2 separate regions of the Pan troglodytes genome follow, and region 1 is linked to region 2. A link is a contact called in public Hi-C data. All regions are on one chromosome and are shown on one strand. The core of a region is the stretch at or near the end of the contact, and the rest is flanking DNA. Distances in the headings are between cores, read along the strand shown.

Region 1 (6,845 bases), core at 1,416-3,915, 190 kb before region 2:
TCTTTTTTTTTTTTTTTGAGACAGTCTCACTCTGTCACCCAGGCTGGAGTACAGTGGCACGATCTTGGCTCACTGCAACCTCCGCCTCCCAGGTTCAAGCAATTCTCCTGCCTCGACCTCCAGAGTAGCTGGGACCACAGGTTTGTGCCACCACGCCCAGTTAATTTTTGTATTTTTAGTAGAGACGGGGTTTCACCATGTTGGCCAGGCTGGTCTCGAACTCCTGGCCTCAAGTGATCCACTCGGCTTGGCTTCCCAAAGTGCTGGGATTACAGGCGTGAGCCACCACGCCCAGACTCATTTCAGATAAATTAAAGGAACTTGAACACAATGGGTGACCTCAGTATCTGACTAAGGAAGACCCTTCCAGGCAGGGAGAACAGAAAGTGCCAAGACCCTGAGGCCAGAGTGTATCTGAGACAGTCAAGCAATGCGGAGGAGGTCAGAGGAGCAAGAAACAGGGAAAGCAGGATTGGCAGGAGGAAGGAAGGAAAGGGATTGGGTAGAGACAGCAGCGGAGAACAGGACCTGGATGTATTGGCAAAAGGAGGAACTCACTCGTGGGGTTGTTGACATCTGAGATTGACACTGGTATTGGGAAAATAGGAAAGGGTGGAGGTGGAGGGAGATTCTGAGTCACAGCCTGATCTAGCTCCACAGAAAATCAGCAGAAGAGAGTTCTCCTGGGTGAATGGAGAGAGAAGAGCTTATTCAGAACCCTGGAGGAGACCAGAGAGAGATAGCCAAGAACCCACAGGTTTTATTACATGCTCTGTGCAAGATCAGGTTTATTTTTTTCATTGTGCTCTCTCTCTCTCTCTCTCTGAGACAAGAGTCTAGCTGTGCTGCCCAGGCTGAAGGTCAGTGGTGCAATCGTAGCTCATTGCAGCCTCAAACTCCCAGGCTCAAGCGATCCTCCATCTCAGCTTCCTGAGTAGATGGAACCACAGGTGTGCACCACCATGCCTGGCTAATTTTGTTTTTGTTTTTGTTTTTGTTTTTTTTGTAGCAATGTGATCTCGCCACGATGCCCAGGCTGTTCATGAACTCCTGGGCTCAAGCGATCCTCCCACATTGGCTGGGTTTACAGGCCTGAGCCACCACGCTTGGCCAGCTTTTTCAATTTAAAAAATATAGAAAGTGTTAATACAAATTAAAAAGTTATAAAATAGTGCCAATAGTATCCCATTTTTCCGAAGACAAACATAGGCAGAGAAAAATTAATGGATACTGTCTCTCTGGGCAGGGGTATTACTGGCTATTATAATCTTTGTTTTCGTGCATTCCAGAATTTACCAACTTTTCTACAAAGATCATGTAGCACAATAAGATAATAAACATAATTTTGTGTGATCTCAAAATACAGGAAGCATAGAAGCTTCCAAAACACGCCTGTACCCACCACATGAAGAAACAGATGTTAACATTTGGTCATAATTGCTTCAGATTTCTTTTTTTTTTTTTTTTTCTGTTTTTTTTTTTGGGGGGGGGGGACAGAGTCTTGCTCTGTTGCCCAGGCTGGAGTGTAGTGGCATGATATCGGCTCAGTGCAACCTCCTCCTCCTGGCTTGGAGTGCAGTGGCATGATCTCAGTTCACTGCAACCTCTGCCTCCTGGGTTCAAGCGAGCACCTCCAGCTAATTTTTGTCTTTTTAGTAGAGACAAGGTTTCGCCATGTTGCCCAGGCTGGTCTGGAACACCTGACCTCAAGTGATCCGCTCACCTCGGCCTCCCAAAGTGCCAGGATTACAGTGTGAGACACCACACTGGCTAAATAATAAGTTAAAAAAAAAAAAACAGGAGACTGGCCAGGCACGGTGACTCACGCCTGTAATCGCAGAACTTTGGGAGGCTGAGGTGGGCAGATCACCTGAGGTCAGGCATTGGAGACCAGCCTGGCCAACATGGAGAAACCCCGTCTCTACTAAAAATACAAAATAGCCAGGCGTGGTGGTGCGTGCCTGTAATCACAGCTACTAGGGAGGCTGAGGCAGGAGAATCGCTTGTACCCGGGAGGCGGAGGTTGCGTGAGCCAAGATTGCACCACTGCACTCCAGCCTGGGCAACCAGAATAAAACTGTCTCAAAAAAAAACAAAAACAGGCCGGGCGCGGTGGCTCACGCCTGTAATCCCAGCACTTTGGGAGGCCGAGGTGGGCGGATCACGAGGTCAGGAGATCGAGACCATCCTGGCTAACACGGTGAAACCCCGTCTCTACTAAAAAATACAAAAAATTAGCCGGGCGCGGTGGCGGCGCCCGTAGTCCCAGCTACTCGGGGGTGCTGAGGCAGGAGAATGGCGCGAACCCGGGAGGCAGAGCTTGCCGTGAGCCGAGATCACGCCACTGCAGTCCAGCCTGGGTGAAAGAGCGAGACTCTGTCTCAAACAAACAAACAAACAAACAAACAAACAAAACAACAGGAGAAGATGATGACAGACCTCACAAGAGCTTGGCCCCAGGCCTGAAACCCCACCCAGTGCTGTGGTCCTGCGGCTGTGGGCCCATGGGTGCCCCCAAAGGGTCCCAGGCAGATGGAGGCTCCTGGTTGGGGTGGAGGAAGGAAAAGGATGAAATCGGCTCCCCTGGCCACCCCTTCTGGCCCAGCTGCAGCTGCAGTCCGTGGGTCTGAGCCGACCTTTGGGGTTCATCGGCCCATTTTACAGATGCGGAGCCTACAGCCGGGAGGCGTGGCGGCTCTGGGCGGCGCAGGGTTCCGGGGCGGGGAGGCCGAGGCGCCCGCCCTCCCCGCCGGGGCTCACCTGGGTCAGCCCTGAGCCCTGGAGCAGGACGGATCGGCCGCTGCCTGCTTAAAGCTGGGGCCGCCCAGGAGTGCGATCGCCTGCGGATCTGCAGCTGGGCACCGGCCGCAACGCCCGCCCCGCGACGGCAGGTGAGATGCGGGCGGCCCCGTGGGAGGGGTCTCTGCCTGTCCTCGTCACCCACTTCCTTCCCGTTTGTTGCTGCTGCAGGGCTGGGAATGGGGGGGACCAAGCACTTCGCAGGGTGACCCGGGGAGATCTGTGAGCCAGTGGCCTCAGCGTTGAATGAGAGCTCTCTCCCGGGTCCGCGCTCGCAGGGACTGAAGGGACTCGTGAATGTCCGCGGGACGTGTCGCGGCGGCGCCCAGCACGGAGGAGGCAGGCAGGGAGGTGAGGAGCAGGTCAGACCGGCCGCAGGTGCAGGGCCTCCTGCCCTCCCAGGCTGCTGTCCCGTGGAGGGCCTGCAGACAGCTGCTGAGACTATGAGGGTCAGAGGTCTGCGGTCACGCGCGCTATCACCAGCTAGCTGCCTCCTGCCTGGTTCCTCCTGCAGGAATGGGAGTCTGGGGGGAGGGGAGGGTGTGGGCAGGACTTCCTGGAAAAGGGAAGCCCGTTGGTGTTTATGTGTGGGGTGGAGAGAGGGCAGGGGGAGGATGGGGACACACGCGGAGTCCCCCACTCAGATGTTGGCAAACACAGCTCCGACACCAGACACGCAACCCATCCTAGAGACGCAACCCAGGCACACACACGTGGACACACACAAAACTTCATCCATAGGGATTCCCACCCAGTGCCACGTGAGAACGCAGGCGTGCATCGCAGACAAGCCACACAGGCCTCGCAGGCTCAGCATACACGTCTGCAGCAACACCATCAGGTACAGAGCCGAGGCCCAGGTAGGCATGCTCAGCTGCACGCAGGAAGCAAGACACACCCAGACACACACAGGTAAGCCCTTACTCAGAGAAAGAAGGTGCAGGAGATGTGTCGGGTAATCACGGCCACAGCCTCTCAAGTGTGCGCACACACACACACACTCACACTGAGATACACAGACACACAGAGATACCTGGACGTGTCAAGCCTACAGCACAAACAGGCCCCTGCAGGTCCACCCGGAGGCTGTGTGGGCCGAGGCTGCTGCACACGTGTGCCCAGATCCTCCCACCCCCACCCCAATCCCGTGTCCTGCTCCAGGGAAGTCCAGGGCTCACATGACCCAAGGGGAGGGCTCCCAGGACAGCCCTCGGAGAAACTGCATCATCCTCACTAATGATCCACTTCCTCCTCAGGGAATAAAGGCTCAGGGACCGGCAGTTCTACTCTGGAGCCCACCAGCCTCTCAGAGCCTCCGGTGACTGGCCTGTGTCTCCCCCTGGGTGAGTGCTGGGCAGGCTAGGTGGAAGGAGGGTGAAATGGGCCTGCAGGGCCATCTTGGTGCAGCTCGCCCTCTCACAGACCGCCCCCCCCTTCCCTAAGCCAGCTTGTGCAGCCGTGTCCTGAGAATTAGGGCACCAAGGGGTTCCCACAGGGGCAGCCTGCAGCAAGCAGTCTCCCTCTATCTCAGGGCAGGCGGGGGTCTCAAGGCCTCCCTGCCCTTGTCACAGCCCGGGCCACCTATGCTTGTCTCTCTTCTCCCAGATGGACATGTGGACGGCGCTGCTCATCCTGCAAGCCTTGTTGCTACCCTCCCTGGCTGATGGTGCCACCCCTGCCCTGCGCTTCGTAGCCGTGGGTGACTGGGGAGGGGTCCCCAATGCCCCATTCCACACGGCCCGGGAAATGGCCAATGCCAAGGAGATCGCTCGGACTGTGCAGATCCTGGGTGCAGACTTCATCCTGTCTCTAGGGGACAATTTTTACTTCACTGGTGTGCAAGATGTCAATGACAAGAGGTTCCAGGTCTGTGCCCAACAGAGTGGGGCAGGAGGTGGGGGCAGGCAGTGGGGAGAAGCCGCCTTACCTAGTGACCTTCCTTTGGAGAGGGCAGAGGGAAGGTGATGGGGCACCTTTGGGCGCCGGGAGCATTCAGTGTCTCCCTTATCCTGACTTGGTGGGAGGATCAGCGTAGCCACTGACCCCAGGGAAGAGGCCTGCCCTATCTGTTTGCTACAGGAGACCTTTGAGGACGTATTCTCTGACCGCTCCCTTCGCAAAGTGCCCTGGTACGTGCTAGCCGGAAACCATGACCACCTTGGCAACGTCTCTGCCCAGATTGCATACTCTAAGATCTCCAAGCGCTGGTGAGCCACCCTCAGCCCTGCCTCCCGAGATCCTCACATAGCAGAGACACAGGGGCCCTGTGGCTTGAGCTGACCCTGGGACTTCTGTGCCCAAGATGTGCACCCATGACCTCTATCCCCTCCACAGGAACTTCCCCAGCCCTTTCTACCGCCTGCACTTCAAGATCCCACGGACCAATGTGTCTGTGGCCATTTTTATGCTGGACACAGTGACACTATGTGGCAACTCAGATGACTTCCTCAGCCAGCAGCCTGAGAGGCCCCGAGACGTGAAGCTGGCCCGCACACAGCTGTCCTGGCTCAAGAAACAGCTGGCAGCGGCCAGGGAGGACTATGTGCTGGTGGCTGGCCACTACCCCGTGTGGTCCATAGCCGAGCACGGGCCTACCCACTGCCTGGTCAAGCAGCTACGGCCACTGCTGGCCACATACGGGGTCACCGCCTACCTGTGCGGCCACGATCACAATCTGCAGGTGAGGGCCCTGTGGGTGGGGTGGGAGCTGGGTGAGGGGGGTCCCCATCCCAGCTGATGTCCACATGGCTGGGGTCCTCCTGCTGTCTGAGGGTCTCCTGTGGCCTTCAGAATGTCTAGACTGTCCCTCAAATCTTGCTGTCTAACCAGGAAAACACTCCAAAGCCAGAATAATATCTTTGAATTGCCAATTTCTTTCTTTCTTTTTTTTTTTTTTTTTTTTTTTTTTGGAGACAAGGTTTCATTGTTTTTCACGCAGGCTGGAGTACAGTGGTGCAATCGGGGCTTACTGCAGCTTCAATCTCCCGGGCTCAGGTGAACCTCCCACTTCAGCCTCCAGAGTAGCTGACACTACAGGCGTGGGCCACCACGTGCAGCTAATTTTTGCTTTTTTTTTTTTTTTGAGAGGGAGTGCAGTGGCACAATCTCAACTCACTGCAACCTCTGCCTCCTGGGTTCAAGCAATTCTCCTGTCTCAGCCTCCCAAGTAGCTGGGATTACAAGCATGGGCCACCAAACCTTGCTAATTTTTATATTTTAGTAGAGACGGGGTTTCACCATGTTGGCCAGGCTGATCTCGAACTCCTGACCTCAAGTGATCTGCCCGCCTCGGCCTCCCGAAGTGCTGGGATTATAGGCATGAGCCACTGCACCCCGCCCTTGCGCATTTTTTTGTAGAGGCAAGGTCTCACTATGTTGCCCAGGCTGGTCTCAAATTCCTGGGCTCAAGCAATCCACCCCCTCAGCCTCCCAAAGTGCTGGGATTACAGGCATAAGCCACCACACCTGGCCACCAATTTCTTACTAAGTGCTCTACCTATGAAATAGGATTAATACACTCCTAAAAGTCAGGAAATTGAAGCCAGGAGGGGTTACATACCTCAAGGTGACTCTGTGGTTAGGGCCAGATCGAGCCCTGGACCTTAGGCAGGGCTCTGCTCAAAGCTGGGTCTCCACTGACCCCTTGTCCTCCATCCTCAGTACCTGCAAGATGAGAATGGCGTGGGCTACGTGCTGAGTGGGGCTGGGAATTTCATGGACCCCTCAAAGCGGCACCAGCGCAAGGTCCCCAACGGCTATCTGCGCTTCCACTATGGGACTGAAGACTCACTGGGTGGCTTTGCCTATGTGGAGATCAGCTCCAAAGAGATGACTGTCACTTACATCGAGGCCTCGGGCAAGTCCCTCTTTAAGACCAGTCTGCCGAGGCGAGCCAGGCCCTGAACTCCCATGACTGCCCAGCTCTGAGGCCCGATCTCCACTGTCGGGTGGGTGGGCCCTGCCGGGACCCTGCTCACAGGCAGGCTTTTCCTCCAACCTGTGGCGCTGCAGCAAGGCAGGAAGGGGAAACACAGCTGATGAACTGT
Region 2 (7,551 bases), core at 588-3,087:
TTATTTATATTTATTTATTTATTTTTTTGAGACGGAGTCTCGCTCTGTTGCCCAGGCTGGAGTGCAGTGGCGCAATCTTGGCTCACTGCAAGCTCCACCCCCTGGGTTCACACCATTCTCCTGCCTCAGCCTCCCGAGTAGCTGGGACTACAGGCACCCGCCACCACGCCTGGCTATGTTTTTCTATTTTTAGTAAAGACAGGGTTTCACTGTGTTAGCCAGGATGGTCTCGATCTCCTGACCTTGTGATCCACCCACCTCAGCCTCCCAAAGTGCTGAGATTACAGGCATGAGCCACAGTGCACGAACTATTTATTTATTTTTTTGAGACAGAGTTTCAATCTTGTTGCACAGCCTGGAGCGCAATGGTGCGATCTCAGCTCACTGCAACCTCTGCCTTCTGGTTTCAAGCAATTCTCCTGCCTCAGCCTCCTGAGTAGCTGGGATTACAGGCACCCACCACCACGCTCGAATATATATATATATTTTTTGAGACGGAGTCCGCTCTGTCACCAGGCTGGAGTGCAGTGGCACAATATCGGCTCACTGAAACCTCCGGCTCCCGGGTTCAAGCGATTCTCCTGCAGCCTCCCAAGTAGCTGGGATTACAGGCATGCAGCACCATGCCCAGCTAATTTTTGTATTTTTGGTAGAGATGGGGTTTTACCATGTTGGCCAGGATGGTCTTGATCTCTTGACCTCGTGATCTGCCCACCTCGGCCTCCCAAAGTGCTGGGATTACAGGCGTGAGCCACCGCGCCCGGCCTACGCCTGGCTAATTTTTGTATTTTTAGTAGAGACGTGGTTTCGCCATGTTGCCCAGGCTGGTCTCGAACTCCTGACCTCATGATCCGCCTGTCTCGGCCTCCCAAAGTGTTGGGATTACAGGTATGAGGCACTGCGCCCAGCCAATTATTATTATTTTTTGAGATGGAGTCTCACTCTGTTGCCCAGGCTGGAGTTGCAATGGCATGATCTTGGCTCACTGAAATCTTCATCTCCCAGATTGAAGCAGTTCTCATGCCTCAGCCTCCTGAGTAGCTGGGATTACAGGCACACGCCACCACACCTGGCTAATTTTTGTATTTTTAGTAGAGATGGGATTTCACCATGTTGGCCAGGCTGGTCTCAAACTCCTGACCTCAAGTGATTTGCCCACGTCGGCCTCCCAAAGTGCTGGGATTATAGGCGTGAGCCACCGGGCCCAGCCCAAGAGAATAAAAATGTGGGTGGTAAAAATTTTTTTCCCAAAAATTCATAAATGAAAATCTCACATATTATTCATACTGCCCAGGAGCATGGCCTAGCACTGTGTAAACACTCAACTGCTGGTCATTGCAAGGATTATTATTGGCCGGCTTCAGTGGCTCGTGCTGGTATTCCCAGCACATTGGGAGATGGAGCCTGGAGGATTGCTTAAGTCCAGGATTTCAAGACCAGCCTGGACAACATAGTGGGATCCCATCTCTACAAAGAATTTTAAAAATTAGCCAGGTGCGGTGGGAAGATTGCTTCAGTCCAGAGGCTTCAGTGAGCTATGATTGTGCCACTGCACTCCAGCCTGGGTGACAGAGCAACACCCTGACTGAGACAGAGAGAGAGAGAGGGAAGGAGGGAAGGAAGGAAGGAAGGAAGGAAGGAAGGAAGGAAGGAAGGAAGGAAGGAAGGAAGAAAGGAAGGAAGGAAAGAAGGAGAGAGAGAGAGAGAGAGAAAATAATTTTTATTTATTTCCAGGCTGGGAAGAGATGCTGATTTCTGTGATAAAATCAGTAGATACATTTTTTGGAATGTTCGCTATGTGCCAGGCTAGATTTTACAGATGAGAAGTCTGAAGCTCAGGTAAGGTAAGTCACCTGTCCAGGGCCACAAAGGAAAAAAAAACGTGTGTCTGAAGCCAGAACGGGAGCTGTTGCGGCCCAACTCCCTCCCCTGCCCCCAAGCGGCCTCTGGGCTCGGGAAGGGCCCCTGCCTCCTCCCGCCAGGCACTTATCTCTACCCAGGCTGAGTGCTGGCCCCGCCCCCTCGGGGATCTGCCACTTAGAGGCGCCTGGTCGGGAAGGGCCTGGTCAGCTGCGTCCGGCGGAGGCAGCTGCTGACCCAGCTGCGGACTGTGCCAGGGGCGGGGGACGGAGGGGCAGGAGCCCTGGGCTCCCCGTGGCGGGGGCTGTATCATGGACCACCTCGGGGCGTCCCTCTGGCCCCAGGTCGGCTCCCTTTGTCTCCTGCTCGCTGGGGCCGCCTGGGCGCCCCCGCCTAACCTCCCGGACCCCAAGTTCGAGAGCAAAGGTAAGGATGAGCTGCGTGTGGACCCCTACGCTGGAGCCTGCAGGACCATGCTGGGGCCTGAACTCCCAGCCTAGGTCCTGGGGGCCATGCCTGTTTCTGGACTTCCTGACCGGGTCCTGGGGGACCAAGCTGGCATCTGAACCCTTAGACTGGGTCCTGGATGGGTGGTGGGCGGGGTGGGGTATGTTAGGATCCAAGACTCCTGATCGCGTCCCGGGCAAGAGCTAGAGTGGGCTTAAGATTCCCGTTTTACCTTTTCAGGGAGTCTGGGACATGCTAAATCCTAAGGGGGCTGACTTGGTGCTAAGGTCCCTGGGGGGTGGGGACCAAGCCGACCCTCCCTAGGGGAGGGAGGGTAAAGCCCGGGTCCGAGTTAGAGGGGCCAAGCCACAGGCTACTGTAAACACGGTTTGTGTGAGGGCGCCAGATCACTTGCCCGGCCCGGTGGAGGGAGGGAGGCGGGGGGCACGGTTGGCGCTATCGGTTGGCGGGGAGCCTGCCGGGGCCGATAGGGGGCCCGCCTCTCCGCACACACCCCCAGCCGCGCGCGTGTCCTAGGCTGGGGCGGGGCTGGCAGTCCCGAGCTCGAGGTCTTGAACGCCGCGCCCAGCTCAGCTGGCCGCTGGGTGGGCAGGTGTGCGCCAGTGGTGACGGCGGGGGACAGTAAGGCGAGCAACTTGCCTCTGGGAATTAGGGGGGCACCACCTCTGCGGACCCCTCCAAGGGCCCCGCTTGGGAAGATGGCAGGGCGGGGCTTTTTTCTTATCGGGTCCGCCCAGGCTGCGGGAGGGAAGAGGAGGGGGCTGTCTCCCGAGGATAGAGCTCAGATCCCCATGCCCTTCCTTTGTCGCCCCTCCCCAGCGGCCTTGCTGGCGGCCCGGGGGCCCGAACAGCTTCTGTGCTTCACCGAGAGGTTGGAGGACTTGGTGTGTTTCTGGGAGGAAGCGGCGAGCGCTGGGGTGGGCCCGGGCAACTACAGCTTCTCCTACCAGCTCGAGTGAGTCCGATCCGGCGGGTGCCTCCACGGGCGGAGGGAGGGGGTGGGGCAGAGCTCCCTGGAGGTCGTAGCCTCGTATGTCCCCTGCTGTTTGAGGCCCGACGGCGCCTCCAGTCGTGGTCACTGGAGGGAAACCTGCGGGTCCAGGGCTGGCACGCCCTCTATGGGCCGGGGCGCGAACACTCCGGCGATCACCGCTGGAACGCGACCCCAAACATCAGGCTGGGATAACAACGCCTCCAAATCGAGGGTAAGGCGTTACTACGTCGGGGCTGGGACGCCTTCTCGAGGTAGTATCCAAAAGGAGGCCAGCAGTGGCTCATGCCTGTAATCCCAACTCTTTGGAAGGTCGAGGCGGAAGAACCGCTTGAGCCCAGGAGTTCAAGACCAGCCTGGGCAACACAGCGAGATCCCCGTCTCTTAAAAAAAAAATTAGACTGGGCGCGGTGGCTCACGCCTGTAATCCCAGCACTTTGGGAGGCTGAGGCGGGCGGATCACCTGAGGTCGGGAGTTTGAGACCAGCCTGGCCAACATGGAGAAACTCTATCTCTACTAAAAATACAAAATTAGCCGGGCGTGGTGGCGCATGCCTGTGATCCCAGCTACTCGGGAGGCTGAGGCAGGAGAATCGCTTGAACCCGGGAGGCGAAGGTTGCGGTGAGCCGAGGTAGCGCCATTGCACTCCAGCCTGGGCAACAAGAGCGAAACTCCGTCTCAAAAAAAAAAAAAAAAAAAAAAAAAAGCCAGGCGTGGCGCGTGCCTGTGGTCTCAACTACTTGGGAAGCTGAGGTGGGAGGATCCCTTAAGCCCCAGAATTTGAGGCTGCAGTGAGCCATGATCGCGCCACTGCACTCCAGCCTGGGCGACGAAGGAAGACCTTGTCACACACACACACAAGGATAGACCTTGTGTCACACATACACACTGCCCCCCACAGGCCGGGCAATGCCAACTCCCCGGTCCCCCCTCCCAACCTGCTCCCTTCCCTGGGCGCATAGGGATGAGCCATGGAAGCTGTGTCGCCTGCACCAGGCTCCCACGGCTCGTGGTGCGGTGCGCTTCTGGTGTTCGCTGCCTACAGCCGACACGTCGAGCTTCGTGCCCCTAGAGTTGCGCGTCACAGCAGCCTCCGGCGCTCCGCGATATCACCGTGTCATCCACATCAATGAAGTAGGTAAGTGCTCTGGGAATGGAGGAGTGGTCGGAGGAGAGGGTCTCAGTCCTCGCCCACCTGACCAACCCCCATGCCTGCAGTGCTCCTAGACGCCCCCGTGGGGCTGGTGGCGCGGTTGGCTGACGAGAGCGGCCACGTAGTGTTGCGCTGGCTCCCGCCGCCTGAGACACCCATGACGTCCCACATCCGCTACGAGGTGGACGTCTCGGCCGGCAACGGCGCAGGGAGCGTACAGAGGGTGAGGCCAGCCCCTACGGCCCAGCCCCCAAAGCTCCACTGACTACGGCCCAGCCACGCCTCTCGAGGTCGCGCCCGGTGCCGCTTTCAGGGCCGGTCCGTAACATCCCACATCCCATTACCCTGGTGCTGAAGACCGTTCCACGCCCACAGACACACCCCCTTTCCTAATGTCCTCGCAAGCCTGCTGAACCCCAACTTCTTCTCCCTCCGGCCCGTAACCCTAGACCCCTTTAGCGCCCGCGTCCCTCTACGAGTGCTAGCCCAGATATTAAATTGCCCGGGTCCCGCCCTTTCGTACCAGAGACTCTCTCTCTGATTGGCCCTGAGCTTTCTTGGGCTCCTCCCCCTATTCTTATTGGTCCCATTGCAATTCTAGGGCACCGTTTTCCTTTCCCCTGATTGGCTCAGTTCCACCAGGGCCCGCCCCCACGTGATCTATTTTTGTCTGCTACGCGTCCCTCGCCCTGATTCCGCCCCCAGGTGGAGATCCTGGAGGGCCGCACCGAGTGTGTGCTGAGCAACCTGCGGGGCCGGACGCGCTACACCTTCGCCGTCCGCGCGCGTATGGCTGAGCCGAGCTTCGGCGGCTTCTGGAGCGCCTGGTCGGAGCCTGTGTCGCTGCTGACGCCTAGCGGTGAGGCCCCAGGCGGGGGTGTAGGAGGAGCCAGGGCGAATCACGGGGCAAGCCCCCCGCCCTGACCTCCTCCCCGCCTCTTAGACCTGGACCCCCTCATCCTGACGCTCTCCCTCATCCTCGTGCTCATCCTGGTGCTGCTGACCGTGCTCGCGCTGCTCTCCCACCGCCGGTGAGCTCCCCATTTGGGCGCTGGGCCCAGACTCCTCTCCGCCAACGGTCCTCTTTCACTATGGAAACCTAGGCTCAGAGAGAGACACGCACTTGCCCAAGGTCACGCAGTAAGGATTCACATCAGTGGCAGGGCTGGGATGCATGCCAGACTAGACCCAGACTCTTCGTTAACATTTTCTGCTCTTGGGGACTTTCACCTGATTTTCCTTCTACATCAGGGGCTGCCATTTCTTGGGTCCCTTTGTTAGTTCCTTTCCCCAGTGTCATCACCTTTGTAAAATCAACTAGATGGATTTAGTGAAAGAATTTAAGACCCTGAATGCCTCCGCACCCCTGCGGTCAAGCTTCTCAGACACTATGATCAGACTAGCCGTTCTGAGGTATTTGTAATTCCAAGCACACACTAGGTGGTTTCACACCCCCAAGCTTTTGCCCATGCTGTTCCCTCTGCCTGGAATGCCCTTCCTGCCTTGTCTGCTAAGCAATCTGCTAGTCGTCTTTCATGGCCCTGTTCATTTACTTGGTTGGAAAATACAAACAGAGTGCCAAACATGTGCCAAGCACTGGAGAGAGAATGGAGAACAAGCTAGACCCTGACCACAAGTCCCTGACCTTGTGGATCTCAAGTCAACAAACAAGGGACCCAAGAAATATTTGATGACAAATTGTAATGAGTGATATCACAGAAACAAACAGAATGTGGTGACATGACAGGATGGTCAGGGAAGGCCTCCAGGAGGAGGTGACATCAGAGTGGAAACCTGAAGATTGGAAGGAAGCAGCCGCTTGAAAAGTGGGGAGAAGAAACAGCAAGTGCAAAGGCCCTGAGGTGGGAATGAGATTGGAACATTCAGCCAGCTTCAAGAATTGCCACATGGCATGGCCTGGCATGGTGGCTCACGCCTGTAATCCCAGCACTTTGGGATGCCGAGGCAGGCAGATCACCTGAGGTTGGGAGTTCGCGACCAGCCTGACCAACATGGAGAAACCCCACCTCTACTAAAAATACAAAATTAGCCAAGCGTGGTGGCACATGCCTGTAATCCCCGCTACTCGGGAGGCTGAGGCAGGAGAATCACTTGAACCTGGGAGGTGGAGGTTGCGGGTGAGCCGAGATCGTGCCATCGCATTCCAGCCTGGGCAATAAGAGTGAAACTCCGTCTCAAAAAAAAAAAAAAAAAATTGCCACATGGCTAGAGTGGTATGTAAGGGGGTGTGGCAGATATTGAGATGAGGGAGGTGACAGGGGTCATATAATGCAGGGCCTTCTGCAGGGTGGTGGGGAGGAGTTTGGAATTTTTTTTTTTTTTTTTTTTGAGACAGAGTCACTCTTGTTGCCCAAGCTGTAGTGCAGTGCAGCAGTCTTGGCTCACTGCAATCTCTGCCTCCCAGGTTCAAGCGATTCTCCTGCCTCAACCGCCTGAGTAGCTGAGTAGCCAGGCGTGCATGCCTGGCTAATTTTGTAGTTTTAGTAGAGACGGGGTTCCACCATGTTGGCCAGGCTGGTCTCAAACTCCTGACCTCAGGTGATCTGCTCACATCAGCCTCTCAAAGTGCTGGGATTATAGGCATGAGCCACCGTGCCCGGCTTGGATTTTATCCTAAATGCCTTCTCTCATTACCCCAGAAGGTAACATAATATTTATCTATGAAGTAACATCATGGGCCTCCTGGAAAAATCTGGGCCAGGGTTTTGGGTTTTTAAATTTATTTTATTTTATTTTTTTTAGAGATGGGGTCTCACTACGTTTCCCAGGCTGGTCTTGAACTCCTGGGTTCAAATGATCCTCCCACCTCAGCCTCCCAAAGTACTGGGATTATAGTGCTGGTGTAAACCACTGCACCTGGCCATGGCCAAGATTAAAGGGAGAATGACCAAGGTATATTGAACTCCTATGCACCCTTCAATACCCTGTTCCATTTACCCTTTTGTAGGGCCTTGCTGATGCTTCAGCCAAAACCCCTGTCTCCCCCGACCCTGATGTACTCCTCTGCCTCCATTGTGATCACAGGGACCAAGTGTATCTGTGCCCCTATGACTGGGA

What was found. Hi-C and Micro-C count contacts between places; a contact is called where the count stands out from the background.
Region 1: a Hi-C map of stem cell-derived neural progenitor cells shows a contact between it and region 2, with 2.8 times the contacts expected there. The contact joins the promoter of ACP5 here to the promoter of EPOR in region 2. A contact is called at or near these places in 1 of 7 Hi-C or Micro-C datasets (stem cell-derived neural progenitor cells) and 1 of 1 datasets of contacts at active chromatin or transcription factors (stem cell-derived excitatory neurons).

The regions. Positions count from the first base shown.
Region 1 is chr20:14,293,274-14,300,118 of NHGRI_mPanTro3-v2.0_pri, reverse strand. It overlaps ACP5 (acid phosphatase 5, tartrate resistant), which reads left to right and starts at 2,665. Exons shown (of 7, transcript XM_009434764.4): 1 at 2,665-2,891; 2 at 3,078-3,150; 3 at 4,056-4,142; 4 at 4,405-4,665; 5 at 4,879-5,006; 6 at 5,134-5,479; 7 at 6,460-6,845. The coding sequence starts at 4,405. The coding sequence ends at 6,702. It overlaps ZNF627 (zinc finger protein 627), which reads right to left. Exons shown (of 7, transcript XM_054673700.2): 4 at 6,359-6,462.
Region 2 is chr20:14,099,089-14,106,639 of NHGRI_mPanTro3-v2.0_pri, reverse strand. EPOR (erythropoietin receptor) reads left to right here and starts at 1,837. Exons shown (of 8, transcript XM_016935096.3): 1 at 1,837-2,286; 2 at 3,148-3,283; 3 at 4,283-4,458; 4 at 4,539-4,696; 5 at 5,179-5,332; 6 at 5,417-5,504. The coding sequence starts at 2,172. RGL3 (ral guanine nucleotide dissociation stimulator like 3) reads left to right here. Exons shown (of 20, transcript XM_016935090.3): 19 at 1,735-1,844; 20 at 2,205-2,286. The coding sequence ends at 1,823.